Linked DNA regions of Mus musculus: all the other regions are linked to region 1. The links are chromatin contacts, called in public HiChIP or PLAC-seq and promoter capture Hi-C maps. All regions are on one chromosome and are shown on one strand. The core of a region is the stretch at or near the end of the contact, and the rest is flanking DNA. Distances in the headings are between cores, read along the strand shown. Region 1 holds the start of Appl1 (adaptor protein, phosphotyrosine interaction, PH domain and leucine zipper containing 1). Region 2 overlaps Slmap (sarcolemma associated protein). Region 3 overlaps Slmap (sarcolemma associated protein).

Evidence for each region. Promoter capture Hi-C pulls out the DNA fragments that hold promoters and counts their contacts. HiChIP or PLAC-seq counts read pairs in DNA pulled down with a chosen protein or histone mark.
Region 2: an H3K27ac HiChIP or PLAC-seq map of extraembryonic endoderm stem cells shows a contact between it and region 1, with 6 times the contacts expected there. The contact joins the enhancer-like site here to the promoter of Appl1 in region 1. A contact is called at or near these places in 6 of 39 promoter capture datasets (the HPC-7 cell line, cranial neural crest, hippocampal neurons and 2 more) and 3 of 115 datasets of contacts at active chromatin or transcription factors (the 230-238 cell line, extraembryonic endoderm stem cells and stem cell-derived neural progenitor cells).
Region 3: a contact with region 1 is called in a promoter capture Hi-C map of pre-B cells. The contact joins the enhancer-like site here to the promoter of Appl1 in region 1. A contact is called at or near these places in 3 of 39 promoter capture datasets (cranial neural crest, hippocampal neurons and pre-B cells) and 1 of 115 datasets of contacts at active chromatin or transcription factors (trophoblast stem cells).

What each region holds. Positions count from the first base shown.
Region 1 is chr14:26,969,083-26,972,522 of GRCm38.p6, forward strand. It overlaps Appl1 (adaptor protein, phosphotyrosine interaction, PH domain and leucine zipper containing 1), which reads right to left and starts at 1,469. Exons shown (of 22, transcript NM_145221.2): 1 at 1,319-1,469. The coding sequence starts at 1,372.
Region 2 is chr14:26,444,976-26,448,516 of GRCm38.p6, forward strand. The region is part of intron 13 of Slmap (sarcolemma associated protein); the gene reads right to left. Among named protein-coding and RNA genes, the nearest start is that of Gm34223, 43 kb to the left of the region's middle. Within about 2 kb of position 1,741, at least 2 of the 459 cell types and tissues checked have an H3K27ac peak or open chromatin away from gene starts, as enhancers often do. A contact at or near this core is called in extraembryonic endoderm stem cells, where this site is marked.
Region 3 is chr14:26,418,873-26,422,258 of GRCm38.p6, forward strand. All of the region lies in intron 21 of Slmap (sarcolemma associated protein), which reads right to left. Among named protein-coding and RNA genes, the nearest start is that of Gm34223, 16 kb to the left of the region's middle. Within about 2 kb of position 1,484, at least 8 of the 459 cell types and tissues checked have an H3K27ac peak or open chromatin away from gene starts, as enhancers often do.

The DNA.
Region 1 (3,440 bases), core at 219-2,718:
TGCAGGACTATCTCTACATGGAAAATCATAGATAGGGCACTGTGTGACCCATTCTCTTTATAGTCTTTATTGGGCTATAAAAAGTCAGCTGGGTAAAAGAAGTTCAGACAGTATACTGAGTCTTAACTTAAAAAAAAGAAAAATGATAAAATTCTTCTGACTAACACAACCACAAAATTGTAGCAAATCATCTGAAATAAATATATCTTAAGGCTTTACACTGAAAAAATCATTACGCACAATTTAAACTACGAGATAAACAAATATGTGGCTTTCTCTTTCTCACATTATCTGATAAGAGTACATTACCTCCTAGCAACTGGCCTATAAAGATTGCCTTCAGAGAAAAGAATAAATCAATTCTACAATCAGAGCACAATTCTAACTTTGAAATAAAAATTGGCACAAAATCCATGACAAAAGTGCCATCCAGGAAAACAAGCGCTAGCTCTTCTCTTTTCCTCTTTTTGGTTGGAGGGCCACTTATTAAACTACAAATGCCTATGAAGTATGTACTTCTCAGCAAGCAATATTTTTAAAAATCTACCTGCAACACTGTTTTATATCCCTTACTATACATAAAGGCTGGCGTAAAGATGAAGTTTACACAAGTTAGAGGCTCCAACACCTTTTAAAACACAATTGATGTCATTAAGTACTGAAAAAGAAATCCAACGAATCGTTTTATTTTTCCCAAACTGTCTTCAGCCAGAGCAACCACACCAGCATCATCCCTAACGCACAAAAACAGGGCTTTCATTTTGATGAGTTTATTCGGGCCAATCTGCTACCCAAAGCTCAGCCTCCTCGAAGCAGCGTAGGCGCCTTCCGTCACCCGCAGTGCACAGCTCAAGTGACAGCCACCAGCCTGAGACTCGGGCACCGACACAGCACGGGGAGCAAGGCACGCACTCCTGCTTCCACCGGCGTTGCACACTCCGCCTCGCAGACCCTTCCTAAGAAAACTAGCCACTGCCGTCCCCCCGAATGCCGGGCCTCCTCCGAAAACGCCACGAACAGGACTTATCTCACATCCTATCATCGCGATAAAAACAGCACCTCCCGTGAAATGCAAAGGCGACTCGGCGCGGACTCAAACGCCAGGCCCCACGGGAGACAGTGACGGCCGCTCGGTCTCCGGGCCGCCCGTGGCCCAGCCGCGCGAGTACGCGCGGGCCTCCAGCCCGGCCCGGGAGTGTAGGGCGCGGCCCCGGCAGACAGCGACCCCGGGCGGCGGCGCCCACCTGGGCCACGGGCACCTGAGGCTCCAGGCCCGCGCTAGGCCGCGCGCTCTCCTCAGCCGCCGCTCGCGCCTCACCTGCGGACTGTCCTCCAGGGTCTCTTCAATGGGCAGCTTGTCGATCCCCGGCATCGTGGCGAAGGCTGGGCGGCGGCAGGACACTCGGCAGCCGCCCACAGCTCCGCGCGTGGCCCCGCCTGCTGCAGCTGACCCGGCCCGCCCTCTCGCAGGCGCCGCCGCCCCAGCCCAGAGCTCAGCGGCCGCCGCGCGGGAAATCCCGCCCCCCCTAGGCCCACTAGCCCCGCCTCCAGCTCACCCATTGGCTCGCCGCGACGTCTGTCACCGCTACGGGGCTGACCGGGAATTCCTCCCCGACCGCGGGTTCTCTACCAGAGCAGTGGCCGTGCGGGCCGAGCAGTGTGGGGATGTCGACCTCCGTCGTCGGGCGCGCGTAGTTGAATACGTAGGGGGCTGTCTGAGTCACGCTAGCGCACAGCTAACCTGAGCCCGGAGTGAAGACCGCCGGAGGGGACCTGAGGCAGTTTTACTTCTGCACCATATTTCGTCAGCAACCAAAGAAAAAAAATCCCTACACCTAGCGTCATAACCTTCCCAACCCTGCTCCAAGTTTTCAATCTTATCTCCTGCAAAGAGCGTTAACTCACAAATCTGTGGAATCCGAAATTGTGTCATTAACGGGGTTTACAGTTAATTTGGAGTAGTAGACCCTAAACTTTTTTTTTTCTCCTGGACACCTGCCTATCGGCATCAGTTTAAAACCCTTGATTTTGTTGACAAATCATTAGTTCTTACCTCGTCTTCAAGTTTGTCATTGCTGAAAATACGACCACTATATTTCTTGTATATCACAAAGGAAAACTTTTTTTTAATAAAAAAATTTAAAGATACATTTATCGGAGGACTTCCTTCCGTCATTAAAGGGCTTCTCTCGCAAACCGATTGTCAGGTTTGGCAGGACTCAAAGAACTTCTCTGGTCTCCTTGACTGTAGAGTGAAGCTCACACAGTTGGAGATTTGACATGTAAGGACTAGGCTAACACTGTTTTGTTGTGTTGTGTTTTATGGATTCAGCCTTGATGCACCCTTTTCTCCAGCTTCACACGTTATTTCTCTGAAGTGTTGTACAGTGAGTTTACCGATATGCAAAAAAATTGGCAAAATCATTAATATCTCCCAAAAAAATCTACCCATTAGTCCACTAGTCCATTCCACTGTCATTCAAAGAGTACGATAAGCTGGGAGAAGAGTATTAGCTTCCTGCTTCTCCAGCTGCTTCGACCCAAATCCAGACACTGGAGCAAATCCAAATATGGTAATGAAGAGGAAGCTGTGAGTTTACCAGATTTTCCCCATGGTCTCTTGAAAGATAAAAACTTTGTTTCAGAAGTTTTTTTTTTTTTTTTAAGATTTATTTACTTATTATATGTAAGTACACTGTAGCAGCCTTCAGACACTCCAGAAGAGGGAGTCAGATCTTGATTCGGATGGTTTTGAGCCACCATGTGGTTGCTGGGATTTGAACTCCAGACCTTTGGAAGAGCTCTTACCCACTGAGCCATCTCACCAGCCCCATTTCAGACGTTTTATGGTAGACTTGAATTATAGTTCCACGGAATTACCTTCAGTGGTATAGCCATTTTATGCGAATCCATTCCTTAAATTCTCTATCAAATAGTCACCCTCCTGAAGAGATCTTTAGTTTTGAAGAAAGATGGTTTGGAGCCAATTCTTCTGTTGTATGAAAGGTTCCCACTTGTATTATGGGTATTTTCTTTCTTTCTTTCTTTCTTTCTTCCTTCCTTCCTTCCTTCCTTCCTTCCTTCCTTTCTTCTTCTTCTTTGTTGTTGTTGTTGTTTGGTTTTTTTGGTTTTTTTCAAGACAGGGTTTCTCTGCATAGCCCTGGCTGTCCTAGAACAAACTCTGTAGACCAGGCTGGCCTTGAAATCAGAAATCTGCCTGCCTCTGCCTCCCAAGTGCTGGGATTAAAGGCATGCACCACCACTCCCTGGCAGGTATTTTATTCTTGATATTTCTTTCTTACTCAGCTACTACGAGCACAATGCACCTGGCTGTAAAGAGGCAAAACTTTCAAGTAAGGTGTGTTGACACATGTCCATATTCCCAGCATTCAGGAGGCAGAGGTTCAAGGATCCTTGCAAGCTGAAAGCCACCTAGTCTA
Region 2 (3,541 bases), core at 491-2,990, 520 kb before region 1:
TTTAATAACTTGGGCTACACCTTTTAAGAGACAATATGTTTCTTGTTTTATTTATAAAATATCTAACTTTCTGAAAAAATTAATTACATTTCTTAAAAGCTTTCTTCTGCTTCGTACATTTTTCCTGTTTCTTCCCTGGCTCATAAAGTCCTGGTTTTCTTATACTCAAACCTGCAAAGTTCTAGAAGCTCTTATGGGACACAGAGCAGTTCAGGAGACTTGTGAGCAGCAGCTCCTGAATGGCGCAGGGTAAAGAAAATAAGGCACAGACTGCTCTTAGGTAAACCCACACCCTTGCTTAAAGCACCACATGGATTCCCGGGTCCTGAGCACCTTTGGCATCTGGGCTGTCTATTCAAAACTTTCCCCTCTACCCCCTGTAGAGTAAGAAACAGAATACAATTCCAAATCTCTCACACCTGATTAACTTTTTTGGAATATTCCAAAATTTTGTTGACACCTATGACTTGCTAAAGTCTCCCCCACCCCTTTGTCCTTGTGACCTAAATCTTTTGTTATAAATGGATTCACTAACTGTATTTAATCAAAAGCTTTCAACTGCCTTTTAAAAACTGTGTCTTTTATTTCTAGGACTGCCCATTCATTTCCTATGCCTGCCCACTCCTTTCTTAGCCTTTCATTGCCTTTTTCTCCATGAGGATATAATTTAAATATGTGTATTTGGCATTCAAGATTTTTTCTAGTGGCAATAGCATTCATCTATTCATTGTATTAATTATCTGCAACTGAACTGTTTTTAATGCTGATGGCAAGTCATATTCTCTCTTAGTTTCCAGAACTCTATTCTCTAACTGCTTTCTAGGTATCTTCATGCAGAATCCCACAGGGACGTAATCTCATTGTGGCTAAAGCTGAGTTTCTATTTTCTTCCTTTCTCCTAAATGATGTAGGTGTCCTTCCTCTCTTGCTCCACTATTCTTTATTCAAATCTCTTTGACGGGATGCTGCAGCTGTCCATTACCTCCACTTTCCTCAATTCACTATAAACTACTTATGGGAACAAAAGGAGTCCTTCGAATATTACTGTGCACCAGGATAACAAAGACACGATAACAAGGAAATTGGTTTAAAGAGAATGGGGAGGTGTGTCAACACAGATCTGACCTAGGCCTCATATCTGTCTGGTTATCATCTCTTCTGGTCTTTCTCAACTACAACGATTGTCTTAAACATCAAAAACTCAGCCAGGTGATGGTAGGTTACACCTTTAATGCCAGAACTCAGAGAGGCAGAGGCCAGCCTGAAGTTGCTCTCAACTTCTAAGAAGCCAGGGCTACACAGAAAAACTCTTGTCATGAAAAACCATAAATAGGGGGGTATCATATTAGAATATATTGCTCAAAACTTTCCCTTTCATTTTGAGAAAGTGAAAAACAAAGCAAACAAAACATAAAACCTCCAACAACACAGAAGCTCTATTGCAATACCTATAATCTACAGAAAGAACAGCTTATGGCCTACTTCCCCTACCCCTCATCAGAGATCAGAAGAAAGAACTTCCATGTAACAGAAGATCCTTTAGATCTTGAAGGAGTTATCTGACTTGCCACAATTGAAAGAGATACAATAGATACAATAAAAAACCAAACCAAGCCAAACCAATCCAATCCACGGTTGGTTTGTTTGATATACTTAAGTATTACTCTAGAGTGGGGATTATTACCATGCTCTTGTTCCTCCTCATTTACTTGAGGCAGGGTCTTATCACTTATCAGCCGTGTTGCTCTAGCAACCCTCTTATCTCAGCCTGCTCACTGCTCAGATTACAGGCATGTGCCACCTCATCTGGATAGTGCCACATTTAGTCATGTGTATTTATTGTGTAAATAACACACACACACAGAGGTTTTAAAAGGTGTAGGTATTTATAAAGTGAATTTCTTTGAGGGCATTGCCCAGTCAAAGAACAGATCCTTTCTATCAACCTTCAAAGGTCGATATCAACTCTCTACGTTCTCTTCCCACAATGGCAAGGACTACCTGACTTTGTAATACTTACCCTTTCATATTTATTTGCTTCCTCCATTTCTTGGTATGTATATGTGTATTCATGTGTGGGTATGTGGGCACATGTGTGCACATGCATGTGAAGGCCACAGATTACACTGAGTACCTTCCTCAGTATTCATGTGTATTCATGTGTGGATATGTGGGCACATGTGTGCACATGCATGTGAAGGCCACAGATTACACTGAGTACCTTCCTCAGTATTCATGTGTATTCATGTGTGGGTATGTGGGCACATGTGTGCACATGCATGTGAAGGCCACAGATTACACTGAGTACCTTCCTCAGTTGCTCTCATATTATTTTTTGAGAGATGATTTCTCATTGAACCTGGTTCTCACCATCCAGCTAGTGCAGCTGGCCAACACATCTTCCTGTCTTTGCCTCACCTTATCTGGGATTACCAGGATGTGTGACTGTGCCGTTTTTTTCTACTGCTACTAGACATCCCTCTGGCCTTTGTGTGTGTGCAACAAGCACTTTGCCAAGCAAGCTATCTCCCTGTGCACTCTTTCGCATTTCTTTAGTCACACTACCCAAACATACCTGACTAAATAAATATAACTTTCAGGGTTTAACTTCCTAAATAAACTACTACAGTGCATATTCTTACATGTTATGCTCTGTCACCCAACAGATCATAGTGCATTTATTCACTAATATTGAAAGTCTTCTGAGTTGTTTCCAGTTTGGGACTATTATAAACCTGCTGCTATGAACATCCTTGAGTTTTAATCTAATTTATCTCCTTGGGCACTTCTATATGGAGCTTATTCTGGGAAGCAAAACTAGCAACAAAATCATCTTAACTACACGAGGGACCATCATCTAAACATTTATTTTAGTCATAAAGTATAGGATGATAAAATTGTAAATTTTAAAATTTTGAATCTGCCAAAACCCTACTGGATGAGAACTAAGCTTATTTCTTGGTTCACAGAAATAAATTATGTACCACATTACTATGTGGTTTAAAATAGAAATAAGGAATAAAGTGACATACTCACAAGAAGACTTTCAGCTGTCTTGGTGTTTTAAAGTTTCTGTTAAAAATATAGCTATTGGACTGGAGAAACGGCTCAGCAGTTAAGAGCACTGACTGCTCTTCCAAAGATCTTGAGTTCAAATCCCAGCAACAACATGGTGGCTCACAATCATCCGTAAGAGAGTGATATCTAACACCCTCTTCTGGTGTGTCTGAAGAGAGCTACAGTGTACTTACAGATAATAATTAAATCTTTGGGCTGCAGCAAGAAGGGCTGGTGTGAGCAGAGGTCCTGAGTTCAAGCCCCAGCAACCCCATGATGGCTCACAACCATCTGTACAGCTACAGTGTGCTCATATACATTAAATAAATAATAAATAAATAAATAAATCTTGAGGGGGAAAAAAAAAGAAGACGACTCAGGTGTGCAAAGATTAGGTTCTTAACACCAGAGACACATTTTCCTTAGATGACAAGGACAACTAACCACGATGCTAAGACATAAGTACAACTAAGAATCCTAGGTA
Region 3 (3,386 bases), core at 234-2,733, 550 kb before region 1:
TCTTGAAAATTGTGTGTGTGCATGCTATACAGACATATATATATATTTGTGTGTGTGTGTGTGTGTGTGTGTGTGTGTGTGTAACGCATGACTTTTATACAAACTATCCCTTGAACAAACCAATGTGATACACAGGGTGTGGTTTGATCTTTAATGTTTCCAGGAAGCTGGAATTCTAGACTGGTTCCATTTCTAGATATTGCCGCTTACTGAAGTCTAGGCTCCCAAAGGGAAACTGCTCTGCTGCTGGGCGTGTCTCTGTCTCTACTTCGGCTGCCCCATTCTGCCATCTGAGTGTTTTAGAAGGAAGACAGGAAGACGAGGACTGAATAGGAACAAATATCTCATGAGTGTAGTCTGTCAGAAAGGCGCCTCCTCTTCTCTAACATGGCTTAAAAGAATGGAAGATGTTTAGTTCTTCTCTACCTAAATCCTAAACTTAACAAAGGATGCCTTTATAACAGTGCTCTTGAAATAAAAACACTGGAGAGGACCTTATCAATACTCAATAAAGACAAATATAACGAAAAATGAAAATGTATAAAACATTAGAAGAGAAAGGGATAGGGAAGAGGCCAGGGTCAGCGTAGAGGTTACCAGGAAGGCGAAGAGAAATATGAGAGGAACGTTTTGTTACCTAAGAACATCCCCAGAGCAGCACAGCCCTAGACAGTATTCTAGAAAAAAACCTATAGACTAAAAGCCACAGTTTTGTGAGAGCGTTTTGTTTTTTGTTTTGTTTTGTTTTTTTTCACTTGATGTGATGGTCTATGAATTTCTCCCAGAAGGCAGAAGGTTACTAGAAGGCTGCCAAGAAAAAGTCCAGTGATAATAGTCTAGTTTTCACACCTTAGAACACGATCAGTTCTCAGTGATCTAACAGTATTAGTGAAGGACGAGTCAAAATTGCTTTGTTGACCAAACTTTCCCTCTCCTTCCACCATTTTGATATCAAGTCCACCTTCTTCATCAGGACCCTTAATCACCTCCCCACTTCAGGGACCACAAGAAAGCAGCACATCAGGGGATATTGCTGCACAGTTCCAGCACAAGAGTGCTTGGGAAGGCAGGGAGGCCTCAGTCATTTCAGGGCAGACTCAGACATCCAATGTTTTACATACTCTCTGCTTGGTAAGTTTGACACAGGATCTATGTAACTTAGGTTGGTACTAACTCAAGACCGCTCTCTCTTAGCTTCCTAAGTGTGGAGATTGCCAGTGTATGCCAGGAACTGGCTGAACTCTTAGATCATAGATAGTCTCATTAAATTAAAATAAATAAATACTTTATAAAATCAAATATAAAGATGATATACAATTCTTTTCTCTTACTATTGAACATTAAAAACTATTTCTGATAATTTTCCTTGGAGTTATTTATATAAAAATTGCCAATAGATAAAGCTTTAAACAGCAGAACAAAGGGCATCCTCTTCAGTCTTAGCTTTACACCTTGTTTGGACTTCACTTCTGCTCCCTCTTGCTTTTTAACTGGGAAGTAACCAGTGTCTTTACTCTTAAGATAGAAATATTGCATAATATTATCAACACGTGTAGCTCTCCTCCATAAAAATAATCTTATCTGGGGTTGCTCAGCTTGCAATTGTTTAACCTTTTCCAGCACTAAAGACACATAATCAGGATTGTTTTTTAAAGCACATTAAGCATGACTCCATGAAAGAAAGGAGAGCAAAGGGAAATGTCGACAAGAAGTAAATATGCATTACTGAAAAGTAATACTGTATTTGTAGTGGATTACAGAGATAAAACCTTATTAAAGCTATTTTACTTACAGACTAGTATCCGATATGTTGACAGAAGACAAACAGAACAGTTTCACATTACAAAGGAATATGATGATCATAGGTCATTTCACAAGGAAAACAGTGAACAAGAAAACAGCAAAGAAACATACTGACAAATTCAGACATACTTTTAAATATGCTGCATTTAATGCAATCCAAAGACCAGCAACAGTCTCGATGCTGCGACAACATGCCTCTGCCATTTGTGGAAACAGTCAAAGCATTTGGCACTGATTATTCAGTGACTGGAAGCAGACAAAGAAACAATGCAACAAAATGCCTAATGTTTCATAGTAACACAGGACAGGATCATCTTCCAGCCACAGGTTCTTCCCAAATACTGAAAGAATTATGGCGCATGGCCTGGAAGAAGACAAACTGCTTACAGCATTAAATATTAAGATATTTACTTTGGCACAAAATTTGTGTTTTAATCAAATGAAGATTTTCCTAAAATATACATCCTTAGCCCGGTAACGGAACATTTCCACATCAACATCGACACAAAGAGGAAAGGTGTTGCAGTTTGTTTTTCCTTTAGAAACAAGCACAGAGACAGAAGAACAGTAATCATTTCCAAATTCAGGACACTCCAGGCAAAGTGCAAAGAGAAACTTGCATTAATCAAAATTTCTAAAAACAACTTTCAGAAAATTCATTCCTAAAGACGAAAGAGCTGTCTTCTACATCCCTGTAACTCAGCAGGGATCTTGCTCATGTCTGCAGCTGGTGCTTCCTTATGGACAGACAGGCTTTATCAACGTGCGTCCTGAGCTGGGCAGGCAGGGATCAGTGCAGGAAGGCCAGCTGAAGCGACCATGTACTGGCCTGTTGTCAGCTTTAAGGAAACAGATCTATCCTGCCCAGAAAGACCGAGAGTAGGTCCTTCCCAAAGTTGATCTCACACCCTCCTTAACACAATTATTTAAAAAGCTAATGAAATCAAGGTTTAAGCAAAATCATATGAAAATATAAGTGTGTGTGTGTTTGTGAAGATGAAAAGAAAGCAGAGGGGGAAAATGCAGTTTTACAGAACAGGCATTTGGCCTATATATAGGTGAATTTCAAGTAACTTCTTTCTTGTTTGTTTTCTGACACAGGATCTCATGTAGCTGATCTCAAACTCACTATGTTGCTGAGGCTGGCCTTGAACTCCTAATTTTCCTGCTCTACCTCCAAAGTGCTAAGATTGTGGCTGTGTATTACCATGCCTATCTGTATATACGCTTTACTTTGGTGTTTTGAGCCAGGGTTCATTATATAAACCAGCCTAGCCTTGAATTCATTGCAATCCTCCTGCCTCAGCCTTCCAGTTTCTGGGATGACAAGCATGAGCCACAAGGTCAGGGTGAGTGACTTTCCAGTCACTCTCCCAGGAGCGTACAGCTCCAGCACTAGTATTGCCCTAGTTTGCCTTCTGGAAGAACAGTTCATTAAATATGACCTTCTCTTTGATAGTTAAACAACAGACCAGGCTTCTGCTACAAAAAATCTCTCATATCAGTCAATTGTTAGAGAAAAATTAAAACTAACTCTTACGTATGTTTGAAAACAAACACTTGATAAATTATCTCGATATGGA